6 separate regions of the Mus musculus genome follow, and regions 1, 2, 4, 5 and 6 are each linked to region 3. The links are chromatin contacts, called in public capture Hi-C, promoter capture Hi-C and targeted proximity ligation maps. All regions are on one chromosome and are shown on one strand. The core of a region is the stretch at or near the end of the contact, and the rest is flanking DNA. Distances in the headings are between cores, read along the strand shown.

The links. Promoter capture Hi-C pulls out the DNA fragments that hold promoters and counts their contacts. Capture Hi-C pulls out chosen DNA fragments and counts their contacts.
Region 1: a promoter capture Hi-C map of stem cell-derived epiblast-like cells shows a contact between it and region 3, with 1.9 times the contacts expected there. A contact is called at or near these places in 3 of 39 promoter capture datasets (3T3-L1-derived adipocytes, liver and stem cell-derived epiblast-like cells) and 1 of 130 datasets of targeted methods (pancreatic cancer cells).
Region 2: a promoter capture Hi-C map of liver shows a contact between it and region 3, with 2.9 times the contacts expected there. A contact is called at or near these places in 2 of 39 promoter capture datasets (both in liver).
Region 4: a contact with region 3 is called in a targeted proximity ligation map of memory CD8 T cells, with 5 read pairs. A contact is called at or near these places in 3 of 130 datasets of targeted methods (epiblast stem cells, large pre-B cells and memory CD8 T cells).
Region 5: a contact with region 3 is called in a capture Hi-C map of macrophages, with 3 times the contacts expected there. A contact is called at or near these places in 12 of 39 promoter capture datasets (the 3T3-L1 cell line, 3T3-L1-derived adipocytes, the C10 cell line and 6 more), 1 of 484 Hi-C or Micro-C datasets (embryonic stem cells), 4 of 130 datasets of targeted methods (the 230-238 cell line, astrocytes, extraembryonic endoderm stem cells and 1 more) and 1 of 9 other capture datasets (macrophages).
Region 6: a contact with region 3 is called in a promoter capture Hi-C map of cranial neural crest. A contact is called at or near these places in 3 of 39 promoter capture datasets (cranial neural crest and liver).

What each region holds. Positions count from the first base shown.
Region 1 is chr19:4,212,803-4,215,502 of GRCm38.p6, reverse strand. It overlaps Clcf1 (cardiotrophin-like cytokine factor 1), which reads right to left and starts at 1,265. Exons shown (of 3, transcript NM_019952.5): 1 at 1,003-1,265. The coding sequence starts at 1,018. It overlaps Gm45928 (predicted gene, 45928), which reads right to left and starts at 1,078. Exons shown (of 4, transcript NR_132309.2): 1 at 1,003-1,078. LOC102631992 (a long non-coding RNA gene) reads left to right here. Exons shown (of 4, transcript XR_003952884.1): 3 at 1-2,453.
Region 2 is chr19:5,770,032-5,772,731 of GRCm38.p6, reverse strand. Scyl1 (SCY1-like 1 (S. cerevisiae)) reads left to right here and starts at 1,313. Exons shown (of 17, transcript NM_023912.3): 1 at 1,313-1,512; 2 at 1,869-2,009; 3 at 2,180-2,529. The coding sequence starts at 1,402.
Region 3 is chr19:4,960,866-4,963,565 of GRCm38.p6, reverse strand. It overlaps Mrpl11 (mitochondrial ribosomal protein L11), which reads right to left and starts at 1,260. Exons shown (of 5, transcript NM_025553.4): 1 at 1,051-1,260; 2 at 592-687; 3 at 147-240; 4 at 1-60. The coding sequence starts at 1,173.
Region 4 is chr19:4,281,863-4,284,562 of GRCm38.p6, reverse strand. Ankrd13d (ankyrin repeat domain 13 family, member D) reads left to right here and starts at 1,426. Exons shown (of 15, transcript NM_026720.2): 1 at 1,426-1,682; 2 at 2,259-2,394; 3 at 2,521-2,645. The coding sequence starts at 1,593.
Region 5 is chr19:4,437,881-4,440,580 of GRCm38.p6, reverse strand. It overlaps A930001C03Rik (RIKEN cDNA A930001C03 gene), which reads right to left and starts at 1,258. Exons shown (of 3, transcript NR_045990.1): 1 at 1,192-1,258. It overlaps Rhod (ras homolog family member D), which reads left to right and starts at 1,138. Exons shown (of 5, transcript NM_007485.5): 1 at 1,138-1,361. The coding sequence starts at 1,230.
Region 6 is chr19:5,473,328-5,476,027 of GRCm38.p6, reverse strand. Efemp2 (epidermal growth factor-containing fibulin-like extracellular matrix protein 2) reads right to left here and starts at 1,338. Exons shown (of 11, transcript NM_021474.3): 1 at 1,254-1,338; 2 at 850-967; 3 at 572-620. The coding sequence starts at 960.

The DNA.
Region 1 (2,700 bases), core at 16-2,515, 750 kb after region 3:
CCTTGTGTGGCCCCGGCGCCCCCGGCCCCGCCCCCCCGTTCGCTCCCTTCCCGGCGGCGGCGGGGGCGGAGGCGGGGTCCGGGCGTTGGGCTTCGGGGCTCGGCTGAGCCGCTGCCCGCTCCGGCGCGTCCACTCCCTGCCTGGCCCGCCCTCCTGCCACGGGCCGCCTAGCCAGGCAGCCGCTCGAGGGGCTGCCGGCAGTCTCGGCGCTCCCGGCCGCTGACGGACTTTTTCCTGCTGGGTCCGGCCAGGCTGCGTCTCCCCCACAACACCCTCCTGCAGTAATCACTCCCAGGCCACCGCGGGCTCGGGGCCCCGGCCACCCCGCCGCGCCTACCTGCCTCTGGCTCCCAGGCGGTGGGCAGCATGGAGGGCTCCGGCCACGCCGCGCGCAGCGTAGTAACCGGAGTCCCGTGGCGGCCCGGCCCGGCCCGGCCCGGCCCAGCTAGGTTTGCTCTGCCCTCCGCCCTCCTCTCGCGCGCCCTCCTGCCCTCCCCGCGGGCCGAGGAAGGAGTTCAGCGCGGCCCGAGGTGTCGGCCTCCCCCTCGCTTCCCGCTGCTCGGCCGCGGGCTCCCCCTCTGCCTCTCTCCCTCCCTCTTCCTCTCCTGGCCCCCTCCTCCCTTGCGCCGCGGCCCCCCCCCCACACCCTCGCTGCCCGCCTCGGACTCGCTCGCCCCGATTCTGGCGCGGGGCTCTGTGTCCGCGGGTTCCCTGGGACCCCGCCTCGCCGCGGCTCCAGGTGGCCGCCCGTCCAGGTCTGAGGGTTGTCCAGGCTCCCCGCCGCGTTCTCAGCCACCTCCTGGCTCCGCCAAGCGGACTCCAGGAATGCCGCGTCCCCACCCGGCCCCTCTCGAGGGCGCCCGGCCGTACCTCCCCAGCCCGAGCTCTGCTCCCCGGCCCGGCCCGGGCTTGGGGCTCCGAGGGTGGGGAGGAGGACGGGAACCGGATCTCACTGGTGCTGGGCGGGGGCGGAGGCCTCGGCCTCGGACGCCTGGCTCCTACCTGCTCGGAGGTCCATGGGGCTGGGGGCCGGGCCGGCCGGGCGCGGCTCCTCTCCCAGAGGCTGGCGGAGTGGGAGGGCGAGCCGCGGCTCCGGCGAAGCTTTAATAATCCCATCCGCCAGGCCCACTCGCAGGTTTTTTTCTCTCGGTTTCGCATTTTTTTTTCGGTGTGGGACATTCTGCAAACTTTTTTTTTTCTGACGTGTAAAGCTGTAACCACAAATTGTAGCAGCCCTCCCCGGGTGGGGGGAAGAGGGGGGAGGAGGGAAGGGAGGGCTTCTGGGGCTCCTCTCCCTCCCACAACACTGAGGGGGGGGGTGGTGAGGTGAGGCAAGGCTGCGACGGTACCACCCTAGGCCTCCTGGGGGAGGGGGCAGGGAGGGCATCGTCCCTCGGCAAACTCCTGAGAGCTTGGAAAGGGAGCTGGCCTTGGTGTGGGCTTCTTCCTTGGTGTCGGCCAAGGCATGCTGGCCTTCTTCCCTCTGCTCATTGCCGGGTTGAGGGTCCCTGTACCCACTCTACCTCTGCCTCTTCATTCTAACCTTCCCTCCCCCTCCCACTTGAGTAAATGCAATGACACATTCTCTCAAATGCCAGCAAGCTGGCCTCCAAGCAAGTGATGGTGTTTTTCCTGCTGCCCTTTGTCTGGGCTGACCGCCCCCCTTGCCTATTGTCCCGCCACTTGTCCCACTTCCAAAAGCTAGAGCTAAGTGTGGCGCCAGGGGCTGGGGCAGGTGACTAACCAGCTCACAATGCCCCCTGAGGAGGGGAGAGGGCACCAGGGCCCAGCTTCTCAGTCAAGTTCACAAGGGTTTTCATTCTTCCCGGTGACCAGGGAGAGTGCACATGGGTGGGGGATTTGTAATTCATTAATCAGCACAAGGCACCGGACCAGTTTCAACACCAGAGGCTTCACGGGTGACTCAGCGGGAACTCGAAGATTCAAGGCCATGGATAGACCCAGCATCCCGTTAGTGAAAAGCTTCCCCATCGAGACATTTGGCATCCTCTTCCCTTTGGGGGTTTGGGTTGTTGGTTTTTCCGGTGGTGAGGTAGGGGTGGTTTGGCTAAGAGCATTCTCCCTCCTTCCCCTCAGGCCTGGGTTGGGACTTTCTGAGTGGGAGACCTAGGGGACCCATAAGCCTAGACCCTCCCAGGAGGGTCTCCTTTCCTCCTCCTTCCTCCCTCTCCAGAGGGCTGCCAGGGAGAGCGAGGGAGCATGAGAGCTAGTGCAGAGGAAACAGCTGTCATCTGGGGCTTGGAGGCAGCCCCATTCTGTGATTTTTCTTGGGGGACAGTCATTTGGTCCCCAAGTCTTGGGTGCTTGTAGAAGCATTCCACCAATTAAGTCATCTGATAAGTTGCTGTGTTGTTTCTCTGTAGTCTCACCAGGGGTAGATAGCGGTGGCAGCCAGCCGTGGAAGGTGATGCCTGTCTCTGGAATGGCATGAGGTATTCACCCCCCCCCCCACTTCTGCTGGGACCCCTGGGAAAGGAGGGCACTCTGCCAGTCCAACACAGCCCCTCCAGCCTGTGGGTCAGCGTGGGCATCAGTCATGGCCAGTGCTAGTTTCCCAGGGCGGCACTTCCCTGTTCTGCACTGGAGAACTGGGGTGGGGGGGTGGGGGGGTTGGGAAAAAATTTGTTTTCAATTACCTCACTGGAGTGGGACAGACTTTGTTGTTGGGGTGTTTCTTTC
Region 2 (2,700 bases), core at 64-2,563, 810 kb before region 3:
CTGGTACCAACTTCTGTATTAGTCAGGGTTTTACTGCTGTGAACAGACACCATGACCAAGACAAGTCTTATAAAAAACAACATTTAATTGGGGCTGGCTTACAGGTTCAGAGGTTCAGTCCATTATCATCAAGGTGGGAGCATGGTAGTATCCAGGCAGGCATGGCGCAGGAGGAGCTGAGATTTCTATGTCTTCATCCAAAGGCTGCTAGTGGAAGACTGACTTCCAAGCAACTAGGGTGAGGATCTTATACCCACACCTACAATGACACACCCATTAGGTCACACCTCCAGATTGTGCCACTCCCTGGTCCAAGGATATACAAACCATCACAGAGGTATTTTCTTAATAGGAGTACACTGGGCCAACCATATACAAACTATCACAGGGTATTGGCGCTCCTAAAACTGGAGTTATAGGAGGTTGTGGGCCAACAGAGGGTGCTGAGAGACATTCTGGAAGAAAAGGTTTATTCCTGGCTTTGCCATGTTCCAACTGCCAGCTCAGCTCAGTGACTCAAACATCATTCCCAGCTTCAAGCTCCTGCAGGACTCTGGCCAGCACCCATGTCCACTTTGGACATACTTCTCTAACAACAGTTTCCCAGACCTCTCAGGACATTTGTGTCACCCCTTGCCTATCTCCACCTCAACCCCACTCTCAAGGTCTCAAGTACCTTTATTGTAGTAACTAAATTCCTCGCTGAACCCCAAATCTGCCCATTGCCTGTTGAAGGAGCGTTTGGCTTAAGAGATAACCATTGGAGTTTGGAGAGACCAGGGGTTAAGAGCACTGACTGCTTTTCCAGAGGTCCTGTGTTCAATTCCCAGCAACCACATGGCAGCTCACAACCATCTGTAATGGAATCCGATGCCCTCTTCTGTTGTGTCTGAAGCCAGCTACAGTGTAGTCATATACATAAAATAAATATATCTTAAAAAATGAGAGCAATAACCATTCTCCTCACTACTATTACTTTCCAATCATACTGCCTGCCACTAGTAGCCTTTCTTTTCTATCTCCCCATCTCTTTCCACCCCTGCCCCCCCAGGTTTAGATAGGCCCTATTGTCACGCTCACTTCCTGAACCCCTCCCCTCTTCATTCTACAACGGTTGCACTCACTACTCTCTATCACACTCAATTTTTCTATCTATACAAGGCCACAAGTTGGGAGCATTCAGATGACCATCTTGGCTCACCCTTCCGGTCACGCTCCGCCCTGCCCAGGGAGGTCTGCCTTCAGTCCAGCCTCACTCCCGCAAGGCCCCACCCTAAAGCTCCGCCCCAACTCAAACCCCGCCCATAGACCAGACTGGCTCCGCCCTCGCCCCGCCCCGCCCCGGCTCGGGCGGCCGGAGGACCCGGAGTGGAGGCTCCCGAGCCCGTGGCGGCGGCGACGATGTGGTTCTTTGCCCGGGACCCGGTCCGGGACTTCCCGTTCGAGCTGAGCCCTGAGCCCCCCGAAGGCGGGCCGCCCGGGCCCTGGATCCTGCACCGAGGCCGCAAAAAGGTGAGATACTGCGCTGCTCCGAAGGCCGCGGCCGACCTCGGCCTTTCCTACTATGTATGCCGGCTTCGCTGTGTCGCGCCGGGCCTGACGTGGCGGCGACCGAGAATCCCGGCAACGGGCTGGGGAGCGGGGCGAGCAGTGACGACGTGGCGGGCGGAAGGACCGAGGGACGGACAAGCAAACCGGACGGGGGTCACGTGGGCCTGGCTAGCTCCTTCAGGGCTGTCCTAGGGCGAGACTGGCTGGAGTCCCTTCCCTTCTGTTTTGGAGATGGGCTCGGAGCTGCTGTAGCCCAGGCAGGTTGGAGAGATCACCCGGCCCGTGCCTCTCAGGTTGCTCTGTCTGTCCTCCACCAGGCCACAGGCAGCGCAGTGTCCATCTTCGTGTATGATGTGAAACCGGGAGCTGAAGAGCAGACCCAGGTGGCCAAAGCTGCCTTCAAACGCCTCAAAACTCTCCGACACCCCAACATCCTGGCCTATATCGATGGGTTGGAGGTACCTGTCGCCCGATCTACCCATCTTACTCTCCTCAGGCCCTCACTTTGTACCCAAGTGCTTCAGTAGCTTCAGATTTGGTATCTTCTCCACTGCCTCTTTCCCTGTCACGCCCCTCATCTTCCCTTCCTCTTCTGGCACCGTGCCCTGATACCCCTTTTCTTACTCAGACAGAAAAGTGCCTCCACATCGTGACAGAGGCTGTGACCCCCCTGGGAACATACCTCAAGGCACGAGCAGAAGCAGGTGGCCTGAAGGAGCAGGAGCTGTCATGGGGGTTACACCAGATCGTGAAAGCCCTCAGCTTCCTGGTCAACGACTGCAACCTCATCCACAATAATGTCTGCATGGCCGCTGTGTTTGTGGACAGGGCTGGCGAGTGGAAACTTGGGGGTCTGGACTACATGTACTCGGCACAGGGCAACGGCGGGGGACCACCCAGCAAGGGGATCCCGGAGCTCGAGCAGTATGATCCCCCGGAGCTGGCTGACAGCAGTAGCAGAGCAGTCAGAGAGAAGTGGTGGGTGCCCGAGGTCACCGTACCTTGATCTGCCCGCACTGAGGCTCCTGGACTCTGGCGACCCCTAGACCCGCTGGGAAACCCCTTCCCTTGCTGCCTGCCTGGCAGGGGAAGCAGGATCTCAGGAGGAGGTGGTTGGCTAAGAGGGACAGAGTTTGGGTGTTCGGTGCT
Region 3 (2,700 bases), core at 11-2,510:
CTTTGACACAGGCAATCTCATATACGTGCTTCAAACTCACCAGGCCTGCCACCTCTTTCCCTGGGAAGAAGGAGCAAAGAATTCTTCAAGTGCCACTACATTTCTCTGGATACATCAGACTCTCAGGTGCCCACTCTAGTCCTTACCTGTATGCCGGGCCCCCTTCTCGATCCCAGCAGCTGCCTTCAAAAAGTAAGAAACAGTGGGCTGCCCAATCTTGAGCTCAAATGTCCTGTCGGGCTTAACAGACAAAGATACATGAGAATTTCTTGGTTTTCTATCCAGTCCAAGACATTTCTAATGTCCCTTTCCTTCTCCCACCAACTTGCACACCACAAAAGACAGAAAAACAAATCTACAGCACACATCCCTGCCATTTTTATTCCTAGCCCAAATCTCCTCTGGAAGCCCCAGTGAGATGAGAGGTAAGAACCACAATATGGCAGGATCAAGCCAGTTCAGAGAAATTATGGTCTAGGCTTCTGTTTAAATGATAAGTGGAAGGTAGCAACCAAGTTAAGAGTCAGAGAAGCAACCAGAGTGACTAGTTTCAAGGGCCAAGGAAATATATGGGAGAATGGGTCTCTCTACCTTTATAAAAATTTTTGTAGGCAGGGGAATGCCTTCTTTGATGTCCTTTGTCTTCTCGTTGAACTCTTTGCAGAACTGGTTGATAGAGACACCTCGCTATAAGGAACGCATACACAAAGTTAAGTATGGGAGCTGAAGGCTTTCTACCAACCAGGAGCCCCTGTCCTTTCATCTTTGTGTGTGTGGGGGGGGGGGGCGGGGGTATGGGTGTGTGTTGTTATATTTCTTCTACTCTGGTTCTATAGCTTTGGGTGCCAGGCAATTCGTCCACAAGGTACCACTTAATCAGCAACTAGCCAACTTGGGGGTCAGAGGTGCTGAGGTCAAAAGAGGCTCCGTAAGTAATACAAGGACATAAGGCCTGAAGGTGTGAATAGTGGAGACAACGTTTATAAAGGAGACTTCCCCGGCTCCAGCGCACTCTCCCACGTCTCCCAGGCCGGGTTCCGCACACCGCACCTGACCCAAGATGGGACCTAGTGGAGGCCCAGGAATAGCTTGGCCTGCTCGCACGATGGACCGGATCACGCCGCCGGCCTCGGGCTTCTTGAGGGTCCGAGTGGCCCGGCTTAGCTTGGACATGATGTAGGATTTTAATCTTAGCTCGCCTCGGAGAAGCAAAGAACTACGCTCTGGGCGCGGCCATTTTGGGTCAGAGGTGAAGGGCCCTCGTGTTCGGCTAGGGTAAATGAGACCAAAAAAGAGCAGTCTTGTTTCAGGCATACAGCTCTCCAACTAAAGACCAATTACGGAATTTAAGAATTAATTGAACTTTGCGCTCTGAAGGCAGGACGAGAACCTATATGGTTTCAGTACACACAATCCCTCAGCGGTGCGCACAGGCATCACCTTAGACAGCCAAACAGGAGTTCGGGACTTTGAGTCTCCGCACAGCATTGTGGGTATGTAGTTCAGCGCCTTATCCTGCGCCTGCTGTTGGCCGTGTTCTGGGTTGCCATCTGCTGGACACAGTGATATCTTAGCGTTTGATATGGAGCAAGTTATGCAAAATCCCTTGAGTCTTTTGTTTCCTCATGTGGTTTTTCATGGAAGGCAATATGATTATAGACGGGAAATGAAATGGCAGACTGCTGCTCTTGCTGGCTATGAACCTGATTCATAGCTAGACAAAGAGTTAGAGCTAGGATTAGGCTACTGTTTCTGTTACCTATGAAAATCTTTGACACCGCGAATATTATAGGTACCTTTCAGAATTGTTGTGACAGCTCAGTAACACACGTTGAACCAAGAAGGCATTTACCGCTATTTATACAAAGGGAAAAGCTCTTCCCCGCGCTTTTGAAATGCTAAGTTTGTGAATTCTCATCCCAGTCAAACCTGATTTTCCACTAGCTTATTAGGCATACTTTATTGCTTCCCCGTCTTTCATTTTTTCATTGGAAGATGACTTTTTGTGTCTCAGAACTCCGCATCCCGCTCTATTCTGTCCAGGATTCCTGATTATTACTTGCGTTTTAGGGAATGGTATTTGAGCCAGGTGGTGTTTGAAGCCTTTATTATCCCTCCCTAGAGCAATCTTGTGTATCTAGGCACTTTAGGGTAGTAGCAATGGCCTTGGTAGGACTCTTTGACTCACAGACTCTTCCTGACCACACGTGGCTGCAAAGCTCCAATAACTGTAGGTTGAATGCTCCATTATTTTCTCCAACAGTTCAGGATATAAAGTTCTCTGATCCAGTCTCCAGACTGAGACTACTTCGAAGGAACTATCCACTAACTCACTGTTTGCGATCCTTCAGATTCGAGGGGAATTCTCCAGTTTCTTTTTTCTTTTTTTTTTCCTTTTCTTTTCCTTTTTAAAAAATAATTCCTCTCCAGACAACCAGGCAGCCTATTATGTAGCATACCACTTCAAATTCTATCATCTTCCTCTAAACCGCCTCTCACAAACCTCCATTTTTTTCTTTCCTCTACCATTTCCTTGTGTGTGCAATGTACGTTTTTGCGTGTGTGTGGGTGAATGTGTGTGTGGATTTGCACATGTGTACACACACGAGAAGGGCCGAGGCTGATGTTAAGATCCTCTTCCATTGCCCTTCTGAGGTGGGGTCTCTTACTCAAACTAAGAGCTTGCCAGTGGTTCATCTT
Region 4 (2,700 bases), core at 177-2,676, 680 kb after region 3:
GGAGAGATGCTCAAGACTGCAGCAAGTCCTAGGCCGTCCAGGGCCAGGGTGACGATGCTGAGGAGGAAGTCTCTGACAGAAGCAGAGACCAGCAGGACCTAACTGCAGAGCTCTGGACCTTTAGAAGCTCAGGGCCTTGAGTTCCTCCCAAAGTCCAGACATCGTAGATGACCTGACCACAGCACACACGGTGGGTAGCCTAGATCCCGGACTGCTATAAACCACCCGATCGCAGGGAGAAAGGTGGCAATCAGGCTGAAGAGATGAGGACATCCTTGGGCAGGAAGGGAACCTCAGTTAGATGGCCTTTCTCCATCACACTAAGTTTAACAGATAGGGAGGTGGAGCCATCCGATGAAGGTGTTTGCTGCCAAACCTGACAACCTGAGTTAAAGGATGGGAGAGAACCAACTCTCAAAAGTTGGTTTTTCACCTCCACACTCATGAGCACCCCCACACAAAAATGAATGTAAGATTTAAAAATAGAGAAACAGACCAGAGTCAGTTTTGGAAAGTCTGGTTTACCCCCTCGCCACCCAGCAAGACCAGGATCAGAGAACCCATGGTAGGACTGAAGATAACCAAGGGTCCCAACTAAGCTGGCTGGCTGCTTGAACCCTAGATCCTGTGTGAGTGGAAGTGCCAGCCTTGTTTCGAAATTCTCCTTCCTTCCCTGTTGGCAGTAAAATGCAGCCTCTGCAAAATGGACTCCTGTGGTGGTAGCGTGCACCCTGGCCGATCACCCAGCCAGGAAGCTGAGCTTATGTCCCCCAACCCCAACAATATTCCTGTTCCTGATTCCTTGCTGTCTTCCAGGCATCAAGGCCAGACAGATCCTCGGGAAAGAAAGCTTTGACTGGTCAGCATTAGGGGTTGCTGCGGGGTGCCCATCTCCAGAAGCTAAGCGCCTGTGCTGGCAGGGATGAGGTCAAGATTTCCCATCCCACCCGCCTATAAAAGACAAGTCGGTGCTGATGGAACTCAGGAGTGGGCTAGACAGAAGGACACATTGTCAGCGGGGGTGGGGGGGGGTGGGGGCGGGGGGGGCTGCAAGAACAACAGACCCTGGCCCAATCCCAGTGCCACCGAGCCTACCCCACTCCCCTTCCGTTCCCTCCTCCCTCACCTTTCTGACCACTAAGAGATTTGCCCAGGGCCTGGGGCGCCCCCTGCGGGCACGGGTGGAGCTGCAGCTATGCCCCGCCCTCCGGAACAACCCCACCGACCATGGCGCTTCAAAATGAAGTTCCGGCTGTTCCTGGGGCGCATGTGGTTGCCCTGGAGACTGGACAGCACCCCACACACACTCCGCCCGCCCCCAGCGCGCAGGCCTGCAGTGGTTGCCGTAGCTACGGGAGGCGAGGGTGTGCGAAGCCCGACGCCACGCCCTAACTCCATGTAGCCCCGCCCCCAGATCCCCGCCCCGCCCTCCCTGCCGCCTTCGCTCTTGCTGCGGCGGCTTCTAGCAGGGGTCCGCGGGGCTGCAGCGGGTGCGGCTGAGGTGCGGCTCAGAGCGGAGGAGCAGGGGACGTGCCAGGCGCAGGCCAAGAAGGGCTGGGCCTTTCGCTCGGGATGCGGTGCTGAAGCCCAGCATGGCCGGCCTGGGCCCCACCTTCCCGCTGCACCGGCTAGTCTGGGCGAACCGGCACCGCGAACTGGAGGCCGCACTGCACAGCCGCAAGGTGAGGCCCTGAAGGGGATCCGATTCGGTTGGTTTCCTCCCCAAGCCCCGGTGCCAAAGTACGGAATCTACTCCGCAGCTCACCGCCCCTGCTGTGCTCCGCAGCTGCATCCTGACTCCTTAGGTCCAGCTCTTTCCAAATCCCTGGTCACCTGCCCTCGAGCTTGAGCATTTGTTTAGCGCATCTCCCTTGGTTGGGCCTTGCTCTGCTATCTGCCCCCTTCGTATTGCGTTAAGCTCAGGATTCACCCTCATCACCTCTGAGCTAGAATGAGGACAAGAACCGTGTTCTAGCCCTCAAGCTGGTCTAAACTCTCAGCATCCCTAGCCTGAATCTGTCTTGCTAGACTCCACCACCAGGCCCTCAACTCTGGATAGCAGAGGGCAGAAGAAATGAGCAGTTCCTTCCCACTGGCCCTTACTGTCCCCTTTACCCCGACACTTTCCAGTCCACATAGGCCACACTCTTATCTTCTCACTGACCTGGTTACCCATAGTAACTCCAGCCCTTTTCAATCCAGTGACCTCCTTGCTTTGGCCCTCTCTTGCCTTGTATTGAGTGACCCATCTCCCTTAGCACGACATTGAGCAGGAGGACCCCCAAGGGCGAACCCCCCTGGAGCTTGCTGTGACCTTGGGGAACTTGGAGTCTGTGAGAGTCCTCCTCCGACATAATGCCAACGTGGGCAAAGAGAGCCACCAGGGCTGGGCAGGTACTGTGCAGGGCAGAGGGTCCTCCCTTGAGACTAGCTTCCAGGTTGGTGAATGGGGGGCAGGGGGAGTAAGTAACCGTGCCTGGGGGCGCTAAGAGGGCTACCCCAGCAGTTGCTCATCTCCAGTCCTGCAGGAGGCAGTCAGCACTGGAGACCCTGAGATGGTACAGTTGGTACTCCAGTATCGGGACTTCCAGAGGGCCACACAGAGGTTGGCTGGCATTCCAGAACTGCTCAACAAACTCCGTCAGGTATTACCATAGAGTAAAGAAGTGGGGTATAACAGGCGCTCCGTCTTCCTGTGAT
Region 5 (2,700 bases), core at 9-2,508, 520 kb after region 3:
GAGATTTAGAGAAAAGTAAGATTTATTCCTGAAATCCAAAGTGCTCCACCCTCCAGATACTAGCTCCTCAGCCAAGTCCCGCCCTCTGTCCTGTCGCTAAGAAGTGGGGGCGTGGCTACCTTGCTCCAGTCTCTTCGAAGAGCCCCTTTTTCCTTTCTCCTGTCCTGACACCTCCTATTCTAGGCTTCTCAGAGTCGAGGTTTTGATCGGAACAGTGCAGGGTCCCCAGACTCTAAGAAACTAAGGATCATCTGCATTGATTAAACATTATACCAAAGAGCTGGAGAGATGGCCCAGAGGTTAAGAACATTGGCTGCTCTTCCAGAGGATCCCGGTTCACCCACATAGTGGCTCATAATGTCTGTAACTCTAGTTCCAGGGTTTCCGAGTGCAGAGGACACCAGGATGCATGTCTATGTCTATACATGCAGATAAAACGCCCACACGCGTAAAAAATAAAACTAAAAGGCCATCATACTATATACCATAATATGAACCATTCATGACATCTGCCATGTGCCAGAGCTAGCTCTGAGCTCTACAGATGGACGGTTCCATAGTTTTCCTTAGCTCACTGGCTGCCTGGGTGAGATGCGTGGTAATTCCACCTTCATTGAAACTTCCTGGAGCTGGCTGAAGAGGTCCTGCAGTGACCCACAAGGGCATGCCCGGGCCACTCCTTTCTCATCTGGCCTACAACATTTGGAGGAGGTCCGCAAATAGCAGAAACTCATATTCATTCATTCATTCATTCATTCATTCACCCACCCATTCATTCATAAAAATAACCTCCCACCCATGGCAGATAGTCCAGGTGCTTCCTCCTTCCCTGTCCCCAGCCTCTCTCCAAGTACTTGTCTACTCTCCCACGAGCCCTGGGTGCCCTCTGGAGGCGTAGGTCTCCGCTCACCCCTGCGGCCTCAGCGACTGCACGCAGTAGGTGCTGCAAAAGTCTTTCTTGAGTGTCTAGACAGGACGCCAGGAGACCGGACCCCAGGAGCGTCCACCCTTGGGCGGGCGCCGCACCCCCATCTTGTCCCGGGCTTCTCACCTGAGCTGGGTGTCCCCCGCCCCCCGGGCCGCCTCCTGTCCCGGCCGCCCCGCTCCCACTTCCTCCCGCCGCCCCGCCCCTTCCACATTCCTGTCCCGCCGGGCCAGCCCCGCGCCCGCCGCAGCCAGCCCGCCGCGTACCGCCTGCTGCTCCGCGCACCGCCGTCCGCCAGCCAGGGATGAACGCGTCCCAGGTTGCGGGAGAAGAGGCGCCGCAGAGCGGGCACTCGGTCAAGGTGGTCCTGGTGGGCGACGGGGGCTGCGGGAAGACGTCACTGATGATGGTCTTCGCCAAAGGGGCCTTCCCAGAGGTGAGTGCCCTCATCCTTGGCCCTGCGCTGGGGACACCCCCCATGTGCGGGTCTGCTGAGAGCTGCCTCGAAAGAACCCAGCTCTAGCCTCCTAGGGGGAAATCTCAGCAGGGCCTGGGGTCGAAGGCAGAGTTTTTCAGTTTTAGCCAGTAGAAGCAAAGTGGGACTAATAGCACTTAGGGGGAGGGGTGTCACAGGGACTGAATTGGGCCACCTAGGGAAATAGCAAATCCTACGAGAGCAGTTGTTGTCACTACTTGGCGACGAGAGTGTGAGGACTTTGGAGCTCGACTGGCAGCAGTAAAATCAAGCCTTTGCCTCTTACAGCTGTGTGCCTTTGGGCAAGTCCCTTAACCTCTCTGAAGGTTAACTACATGATAGGACTGAAAGCCCCTACCCGAGCGTAGTATAGAAAAGAGTGCTGAAAGTTAGTTGCTGAAAGTTAGTAAGTGATGTTCGTCGGGCGACATCACCTCTTCTCCATCCACTATGGTGCAAATCCCCATGCTTTACCCTAGAGAGGAAAACTGGAACACCGACCCTTCTCTGAAGAGTCTGATTATGCCATACTTCGACTCTAACCAAGCCTCAGTTTCTCAGAGCAACCTGATAGGGGGAAGAAAGCTGGGACAGTGAGGCTGAAGGCTGATGGCCGGCTCGGTGCGGTACCTGGTTGCATCCTGGCTCTCTGGGCTTGTCACTGTGAGTCCTCAAGGACCCCATGACCAGAACAGTGGCTGAGCCCTCCTTCTGTGCCTCCACGAGGAGTGGGGGTCCTGTGTGTTTGTGGGTTTGCCTTCAGCAGCAAGCCTTCTTTTCCTGTCCCCACGTCCTTCTGGCCTCTGGGATTGTGCAGAAGTGGGTAATTTGATGGAAGGAGCCAGAGAAGCTGACCTGGCAAATAGGGCACAGTCTTGCTTGCTACTCTGAATACCAGTGGTTTTTATGGTTGTTGGGTTTTTTTTTGGGGGGGGGGGTTGTATTTTTGTCGTTTTACTTTAGTGGTTCCTGTTTTGTTTTTGAGACAGGATATTACTGTGGAGGCCTTGTACGCTCAGTCCTCCTGTCTCTCGGCCCAAGGATTGCTCAGATCACGTGTATGCACCACCATACCCATCTCACAGCCTTTGGTTTTGTGGTTTGCAAAGCTGACGTCACCTTCTTTGACCAGTTACAGTTTTTTTGTTTTTAAGTATAGGAGATATTTTCCAGGTCTTTAGGTACTGCCCATGGGAACCCAACCAACGTGGGAACCAGGAGATCAGAGGAGGCACCTAAAGGTGGAGGGGGTGGGGAAGGCTCTGCAACACTGGCCTGGGGCAGGCATCCTAGACACTAG
Region 6 (2,700 bases), core at 89-2,588, 510 kb before region 3:
GGCTGGCCCTGGAGGTAGTGGGAGGCAGATGCCCAACTTGGCCTTCTCTAAGCTGAGCAACAGAGCAAGACTTTCTCTCTGCTAGGCAAACTAAGGCTGCTGACCCAGAAGCCCTGCCAGGGATTGGCAGGACTGGGAGTGGGGCCCCCTGTTTCACACTGGTATCTCCATTCTCCTGCCTCCTCAAATCCCTGCCTCTACCTTTGCCCAAGAGAAATTTTGCGGGCCTGCCGACCCACGGGGCATGCACGGCTCTCCCAGGCTGCATTGGGATAAAGAGCTGGGCTAGGCAGGTACAGTGCAGTCCAGGGAAGGTGTGCGTATTTCCTTCTCTCTGGGCAATAGCCAGGTGCTCCCTTCCCTCCTGCAGGATAGAGGCCGTTTGTCCAGCTTCTTGAAGGGGCAGGGCTCCTAACTGAGTGGCACAAGGGAAGCATGGCTGGCTACCAAGCTGGACAGGGAAAAGGGCCATCAAGTTCCTGCAGCAGCTCTGGGAGGTAAGGTATCCCTGGGAAACAACAACCCCCTTCCCAGTTCCTGAAGATGGCTAGTACCCCAGACAGAGACTCACCCCGGCAGTGCTGGCTGTCTGCATCCCACTCATAGCCATCTGTGCATTCCTGGAAGGGAACCCGATGTGGCCAGTGACCACCCTGGCTGTCTCCACCAACTAGCCAGGCCAAGACCAGGGCCAGAGTTCAGAGTCATGCTCGGGTCAGCTCCACACAATGGCCTCCAGCTTTCCACCAACCAAGCCGGGGAGAATCTTGCCCAGAAGCAGCCTCCCCAGGATCCTGATCTCACTGTCCTTCCCATCCCATCCCAAGCTGGTGACCCCACGGTCCCCACCGTGTAGCTGTCCGGCTCCTCGGGATCCTGTGGGGACGCTGCTCCCAAGAGCAACAGCAGAAACGCCCAGAGCAGCAAAGACCCGGGGAGGCAGGAGGCAAAAGGGAGCATCCTGAGGCTGGGAGGTGGTGGGCAGAAGTCAGGGGTTTCTGCCACAGCACCCCCCATTCCCTCTATCTGGAAGGGGAGCCTGGGTCCCAGCTGTCTCGTCTCAGGACTGTGCTGAGGCTGGAACCTTCCAGGGCTGGGGACAGAATCCTTTCGCAGGCCTATGGCCCAGGCCCGCAATCCCGGACCGCCCCGCCCCCGCCCCGCGAGTCGTGAAGCGCAGGCCTCCCCGCTCCGCGCAGCACCGACTCGGCCGCCAAACGGCCCGCGCCCTCCCTCCGCTGGAGGCCACTCACGCGTCGACTCCAGCAGTGCCTGCGGGCGGGCGGACGGACGGACGGACCGCGCAGCTCACTGGACGCGCGGCCCCAGGAAGCGCCCCCCGCCCGCCCGCCGGCCGCGGCCCACCCCGGCGCCTCCGCCCGCCCTTCGGCGGATTCCTGAGCCCGCGCCAGGGGGAGGGACCCCGACCCCCCGGCTTCTCCGCCCCGGCCGGCCACAGGCCCCCACCCGGTCCCCCGCGGCGCTGCCTGGAGTCGCCTGCGGACGCCCAGCCAGAGTTTCCCAAAGTTTGGATCCTTAGGCCACTGACCTTGATGCTTGGCCCCCAAACTCACCTAAGGACCCCGGGCCTTCACTCAAAATGTTATTCTGCCCACCTAGACCCTATCTAACCTGTGCCTCCGGAATCCCATGCTGTGCATTCGCACCTCCGTGTAACCCGATTCTGCGCCTCCCAGAACCTACTAGGCATTTAATCCTCAGAGCTTCAAATTCTACTCCTTTCAGAATTTTATCCAGTGTTAAACCATCATCACTTAGATGATCCTAAAACTTCATCCAAGGTTTCCAGACCCTCGTCCAACTTAATTAATTGTCCAAATTAATTGTCCAATTCCCTCTGCATCCACATCCACGGCCTCCAGGTGGTCTCTTTACTTGGGGTACTGCTTCCCCAAGCCGTGCCAGCGCAAAACTACAGTAGTATGGGGGAGAGGGCAGCAGTATTCTTGGCTCGAAATGAATGGAAGCCCCTGGGAAGGCGGGCAAGCTTGAACTTGGGCGCGGAGGACACTAGGGCCCAGTGCCAGCCCTTTCCCGAGCCTCTTCCCATCCAAGTCCCCCACCCAGTTTCCGCCTCCGCCCCCAGCGGAGATCATGCCTTGGAGGCGGAGTCTGGGTGCCTCCAGCGCCCAGGAAGGGGTGAATGGGCGGGACTTCGCGTTGCCCACGTCTCAAGGCGGGCCTAGACGGGAAAGGGTTGCGTGTCCAGGGTTCCCGTGCCTGGCCCAGACCGCTAGCGGCAATAACCAGGTCTTCCTTAACTTTCCCTTACCCAACCTCTTTCCATCTTGTTTGTTTGTTTGTTTTTGTTTTGTCATTTTGAGACAGGGTCTCACATTGTGTAACTCTGACTGTTCTGGAACTCACTAAGTAGATGAGGCCTCGAACTCACAAAGATCCGCCTGTTTCTGCCTCCTAGGCTCTGGGATGAAAGGTGTACACTACCATGCTCCGCTCTGCCTTGACGTTTAAAAAAAAAAATCTGCTTCATTTCATTTAACTGTCTGAGTGGTAATGTATGTGGTATATTCGTGTGTACCTATTCACCTTATGTTTTAAGACAGGGTTTGTCGCTGGAAATTACTAATTTAGCTAGATTGCGTGGCCAGAGTGCCAGAGTGGTCTGCCAGTCTTCACCTCCCTGGCCCTCTAAGGGTTACAAACCTGCATCACCACTAT